Regions from separate parts of the Sus scrofa genome. Here region 2 is linked to region 1. Evidence: chromatin contacts called from public HiChIP or PLAC-seq data. All regions are on one chromosome and are shown on one strand. Each heading gives the region's core, a stretch centred on a gene start, on an enhancer-like site or on the middle of the called end of the contact. The rest is flanking DNA. Distances are from core to core; before and after follow the strand shown.

Region 1 (2,917 bases), core at 246-2,745:
TGCCTTAGAAGGAGGAAGTCAGGAAACCTCTAACTTCCTGTGATCTGCATTTACAAAGCCTCTATTTTTGCCCTGATACTGCCTAAGATACTCAGTTATGTACCTTGTCAATGTTACCAGATTTGGTTTTTTTGGGAATGCAGGGGCAAAACATCACTTTATCACACTGTGGAGTCAGCTATCAAAGAAACTTGATTTCCTTAAAGAGGTGAACCTTGCTAAGTAACCACCATCAGGTGTTTTCAGACTTACCTTTGCAGGTAGTACCAAGGGGGCTTCCGGGGGACCTCTGCTCAGAGAAGGAGGAGCCGGTGAGACAGTCTCTGCTCAAGACCAAGCCTTGTCCTGGAAGGAGAATTTGAACCATAGACTCTGGAGCCAGATGGACCAAGTTCATATCCCTGCTCCATTACTTACCAGCTCTGTGACCTGACTTTTATTTAACCTCTCTGGGCCTGAGTTACCTCAGCCCTAAAAAATGGACACAACCACAGGGTTTTGACAGAATTCAAGAGTTCAAATATTACTGTTTTGTCAGTTTAGTTCTCATTATTGTTTTTTATTAAATTTTGTTACTTAGATTAATTTCTTAGTCCAGATCTTCTATGCTTCCCCCACTACTCCCCCTATTGAAATAACGGTAAGGGGACCTGGGATGGGAGAAAATGAAGGGAGAATGAGATACTGTAAGATAAAAATGGAAAGAGCTGCTTCAGTAAAAACTCTGTGAACTTCCCTGCCCCTGCTCTGTCTTGATAACTATCTAACATTATTTCACAAAAAGGAGAGAAAGGCAGTTTCCTCCTTATGCAATGTGACCCTCGGTGGGCTTCTGTGAATCAGAAGAGGCTGGTGGGGCCAGGGACCTGCCAATGGGGGTGGCAGGGCTGGAGAAGAGGAATAAAAGCAGGTATCACTTTGCAACGGTGTGGGTTCTCAGCCCTTTTGAGACACTCCCAGGAGGTGCTCTGAAACATGGTCAAGAACTGGGGGAAGTAAGAAGTTACCAGAAAACTATCAACTCACCAAACATGTTTGGCTTCTCTGTTACACACCAGGCATTGTACAGGCAATTGGTGACACAAAGGTGATGATGATCAGTCTTTGACCTCAAGTCTCCGTCTGGCTCATCCCAGGGACCCAGATGTTTTTAAGACCACGTGTGGAATTCAGGGGGACTTGGAGACCCAGGCAATCTGAGACTGCACGGGGGAACCACAGCTGGAGACACCAAGGCAAGAGGAACGTAGACATCAGGCCCGTGGAGAGACTTCAGGTAGAGAGTGCCCTGCAGGGCAAGAAAATGAACTTTTTGCTTTACATTTGCATTTGTACCTCTTAACTAAGGCTGTCTGAAAATATTGAAGGCACAAACGAAATGAAGTCCTGCTTTAAAATCGAATGAATCAACTACGTATGGCTTAAGCATTAAATACTCCTCGCATCACCATTTCGGAAATGTCTTAATATTAATACTGACAAGAAACACATTTTTTTTTTTTTTCACAAGAAGGGGGATCGCATCCCTTGGTATCCGTGCGTATAGGGAAGTGGGACGTGAACAGGATTCCCACTGAAAGGCCTAGAGGCGGTGGGCTCCGTCCAGACGTTGCACACGTGTTGCCGGCCCCGCCTCTGCGCCCCGCCCCATCCCAATGGTACAGAGTCCGCCAACGCTCGCGAGAGCCCTCTCGCCTTCCACGTTTGCCACGTTCCAAAGGACCAGGACAGACTGGAAAGCCGAAAGCGGCTTGCGCTCACAGGCTGCCGAGTCGCGCTAGAACAGCTCTAAGTCCGCAGGGGGCGGGGAAGCGCTATACGGTTCTGCCCCCGTCATAGGAGCCTTTATGATTGGCTGCTTGGCTCGTCACTCTGCCTTCCGCTGGTGGCGAGGGGGCGGAGTTCAGCCGGGAAGGGGCGTGGCCTCAAGCTGGAGCGGGGCGCGCTCTCGCGCGGGGAGGGTAGACACTGGTTCGGCGCGCGCGAGAGCCGGGCGCGCGCAGGAGGCACGCGGGCGAAAGTCCTCAGAGGCGCTGCGGGCGGTGCTGAGACACCCACGCCGCTGCAGAAGCCGCGGCCCGCACCCGCTGTAGCGCCAGCAGCCGTCAGCGCCCCCCGCGCCCTGAGGGAGCCCCCCACCCCTCGCCTGCTCCAGCGGTGCGCATGATGGCCCCGCGCAAGAATGCCAAGGGAGGCGGCGGCGGCAACAGCAGCAGCAGCAGCTCCAGCAGCCCGAGCAGCTGCACCAGCGGCGGCAGCAGCAGCCCCGGGGCCCGGAGAGGTCAGAGGCGCTCCGGGGCCGGGGGCCGGGGCCGGCCCTGGGGATGGGGCCCGGGCGGCGGCACTGCGGATCCATCTCCCCAGATGCTGCCGTGCGTCTTCTCCATCCTCCGTGTCGTTCCTCGTGTGGGCGCGGGGCGGAGGCCGCGCTGGGTGGGCCTGGCGGGCTGGTTCGAGGGGCCAGGCCCAGTGGGGTGCGCGGCCTCGGGTTGGTCGGGTCGGGTAGCCCCTTCCTAGCTGATGTCCTACCTGCAGTGCGCAGCCGAGATAGAGATTATATTGATCTCCTCTTTCTTGGCTTGTCGTGGAATTGATGATGGGAATAGGAGAAACAATTTGCCTTTGCTCTGCATATTTTTGGGAGTTTGGAAATGGGCCAAAGTCAGAGAAAATAAGTTCGTGCCAAACCAGCAGCTTTCTGGACAATTCAAAGGAGAATGTTCTATGAGGGCTGCAGGGGTGTGTCGGGGGATGGGGAGGGAATGGTTTGAATGTTCTTAAACATTGGCTTAAATATTTTTGCCTTTATGTCGCTTTCTTAACGTGCGTTGTAGTTGCTTTTAGAGAGTCATAGAATACCATGGAATACTGGGCGACCTTTTCTATTTTTTCCTTTTGTCCTCCCTTCTTAAAAAAA
Region 2 (3,001 bases), core at 64-2,563, 47 kb after region 1:
ACTTTGAAAATGTGTGTGGGATAGGGGCTCTGAGGCAGTTGCCAAAATAACATTAACTGCCTTTAAGCAACTCCTTCAGGGTCTAAGGGAGGACGTGCTTTTGCAAATTTCTGTGTAAGAATTCTCAAATAGGAGTTCCTGTCATGGCACAGTGGAAACGAATCCAACTAGGAACCATGAGGTTGCGGGTTTGATCCCTGGCCTCACTTGGTGGGTTGGGGATCTGGCGTTGCCGTAAGCTGTGCTGTAGGTCGAAGACGTGGCTCGGATCTGGCATTGCTGTGGCTCTGGCGTAGGTGGGCAGCTGTAGCTCCAATTGTACCCCTGGCCTAGGAAACTCCACATGCTGCAGGTGAGGCCCTAAAAGGAGAAAAGGACAAAAAAAAAAAAAAAAAAAAAAAGAATTCTCAAACAGTCAAGAGCTTTAGCACTGAGGGCCTTAATCCATCAGAATAAGCATACAGGGCAAAAAAGAAGTAAATTTTATGGGGGTGATTTTATGTTATTGTTTTTACTATTCTCTTTGCCTGTGGCCACATGCTAATACTTCTCTGATGACTGCCTTCGATTGGAATGTATTCTGTGGATAAAAACAACTTTTATCCAGATGGATCACAGAGTCCCAAGATGCCTCCTTTTCAGATGCTAATTGATGTAATTTTCTCCTTAGTACTTGGAAATTATTTTTAAGGAATTATTGTATTGTCATGAATTTTATTATCTGCTGGAATCACTCTTATTTTTTCCTCTTGGGTTTTGGCTATGGTAATAAAGAGAAAAGGAGAGAGACAGGGTACCCTTGTTGATTTGGGGCAGTGTTGTAGGGAGCATGCAAATCCCATCTGCCGCAGATGGGAAGGATAAAAACTTAAGTCTGTCTAGAATTAGATCGTATATGAAAGTAAAGCCTCACACATGGAGGCTGCTACTTCTGTAATGTCCCCCCAAACTTGAACTTTTCTTTGTTTTGTTTTGTTTTCCCCTCTACATGCTGTCACCCATCAGAGATCACTGCCAAGCTCTTCTCCACCCCAGGGCTTCACACTGTGGTCAGAAAGAGATCGAGTCTGACCTCACCTGAATTCAGCCTCTGGGAGGTGCTCCCTGTTCTGTGACAGTTACAGTCTTTCGTAGGAGGTCAGAACCTTGCCACGCTCCCTCATCTTCCCTCCTCTGCACAACTGGTTTTGTTTTCTCCTTTACCAAGAGAGTCAACTCTGGCCTGGGTTCTATTATCGTCTCTCTACCCTGCGTGGCATTTCTGTACTCTGAGCAGTTTTTTGAATCATTGTTTCCTCTCTCATTGGTCATTTTTTTCGGAACCTGACCTTTGCTCCGTGGCTGCACTTCCTGCTTCTGGCTTCAAAAAACGAAGAACCTTACTTACGGGACAGGACCAGTGCAAATCCTAAGGCCTTGTTCATGCTTGCCTTCCTTCCTTCTTCCAACTACTGCTTTGACTTTTAGAATCCTGCATTTTCTATTTCATTCATTGATTCATTCATTTATTTCCTGCATTTTCTTGACTCTTACCTCCTTCTTTGTTACTTAGGGGCTCCTTCTGTTTTCCAAGTGCTGTGCTATCTTTCACATTTCTACTCTTCCCTTCAAAGACTCAATATCATTGTGATTTAGATGACTTGTTCCAGTAGGCTTTGTCATGTCAAAAATATTGAAAAATTATTGACTGTATTCGTTAGGTTCAGAAAAGGCAGCTTAAATGGATACTTTGGAATTTTATATAGTACATTGCACATTGTTAATTTGTATCACTTTAGGGATTTATGCCCAAACTGGAAAAGTTTTAAATCAAGTACTTATTTTTTTCTTTCTCGTGTCATTCCTCTGATGTTGGTCTAAGATTGGCTTGTTTGTGACAAAAGTTAACTTCAGCCTTTTTATCAATATCAATATCAATATTTTTGACTATATCATTGTAGTGGGATTGGGAGCAAAGGGATAACCCGATGCTCACTATTGTGCTTTTAAGGGAAAATCCTGGCCTGCCAGTCAGGAATGTGCAGAATCAGGAGGGGACATTAGCATCACTAAAAGTGTATTTTAATGCTTTATGCTAATTCCTTCTGCATGTTGGATAATAATACCTATGTACTTAAAAGTTGGCATTACAAGAATAAGTTAGATATTTCACCGAAATAAGCTTTACTGGGGAGCGGTCCAAGACAGCATTTGGTACTACAAGATGGTATGCTGTTTTGGAATGAGTTTAGGAAAGAATTGGACTTGATCTGTGAAAAATAGTTGTCATGTGCACACACTGGTTGTGGTTATATACACCTGGTCAGATGTAGGTAGTCACAGGGAATATTTAATTTGCGTTTCTGTTTTTAATGTAGTCAGTGGTAAGACATACTAATACCCATTTTTCCTCCGAGAATAGCAATAGTGATATCCCAACCAAAATAAATTGGCATTCTCAAATGGACTGTCTCATTTGATGGAAACAAATTGTCTTGAGCTGAGAAAGGGAAAGGGATTCAGGAATGGATCATGATGCGAACAGTATCACAGAATAGGAGGAAAAATATCTCTTACTGGAAGTGGAGTGTGATTGTGGTTTTGAGAAACACCCAGAATGGGTTCTACAGTTTTTAACTGGAATATATGTGAAAGGGCTTCTGGACCTATGCCCGCACTTCAAGACCTTAGTTGTAGTGACAGATTGTGTGTGGTGCTGCCCCCTACAGGAGGTGAGCAGGAATCGCCACATCTCCTGCCCTGGTGGACCCAGGAAATGGATGGGCAACTTGGAATGCTGATTTGGAGAGTTTGCTGGTACATGAGTATAAAATAGCATTTGTATGACCATTTATAGAAGTAGCAACATCTGTTGGCTGAGACACTAAGTACAGGCTGGTTGGAATAACAGTGTACTGAGAGGTGTTTGGTATTGATATTTGTTAGAAAGTTAAGAATAAACCCATTCTAAGAACTTTCATTTGTCACGAGAGGAAACAGAAAGCCTTTGCAGTGTTTTTAA

Evidence for each region. HiChIP or PLAC-seq counts read pairs in DNA pulled down with a chosen protein or histone mark.
Region 2: a contact with region 1 is called in an H3K27ac HiChIP or PLAC-seq map of alveolar macrophages. The contact joins the enhancer-like site here to the promoter of ASPH in region 1. A contact is called at or near these places in 1 of 5 promoter capture datasets (liver), 15 of 47 Hi-C or Micro-C datasets (adipocytes, blood, embryonic fibroblasts and 6 more) and 2 of 2 datasets of contacts at active chromatin or transcription factors (alveolar macrophages and skeletal muscle).

Annotation. Positions count from the first base shown.
Region 1 is chr4:71,901,396-71,904,312 of Sscrofa11.1, forward strand. It overlaps ASPH (aspartyl/asparaginyl beta-hydroxylase), which reads left to right and starts at 1,496. Exons shown (of 24, transcript XM_021089332.1): 1 at 1,496-2,281. The coding sequence starts at 2,164. It overlaps LOC102158507 (a long non-coding RNA gene), which reads right to left and starts at 2,601. Exons shown (of 3, transcript XR_002343299.1): 1 at 2,530-2,601; 2 at 1,027-1,288; 3 at 1-345.
Region 2 is chr4:71,948,723-71,951,723 of Sscrofa11.1, forward strand. The region is part of intron 4 of ASPH (aspartyl/asparaginyl beta-hydroxylase); the gene reads left to right. Among named protein-coding and RNA genes, the nearest start is that of ASPH, 47 kb to the left of the region's middle. Within about 2 kb of position 1,314, at least 6 of the 83 cell types and tissues checked have an H3K27ac peak or open chromatin away from gene starts, as enhancers often do. A contact at or near this core is called in alveolar macrophages and retroperitoneal adipose tissue, where this site is marked.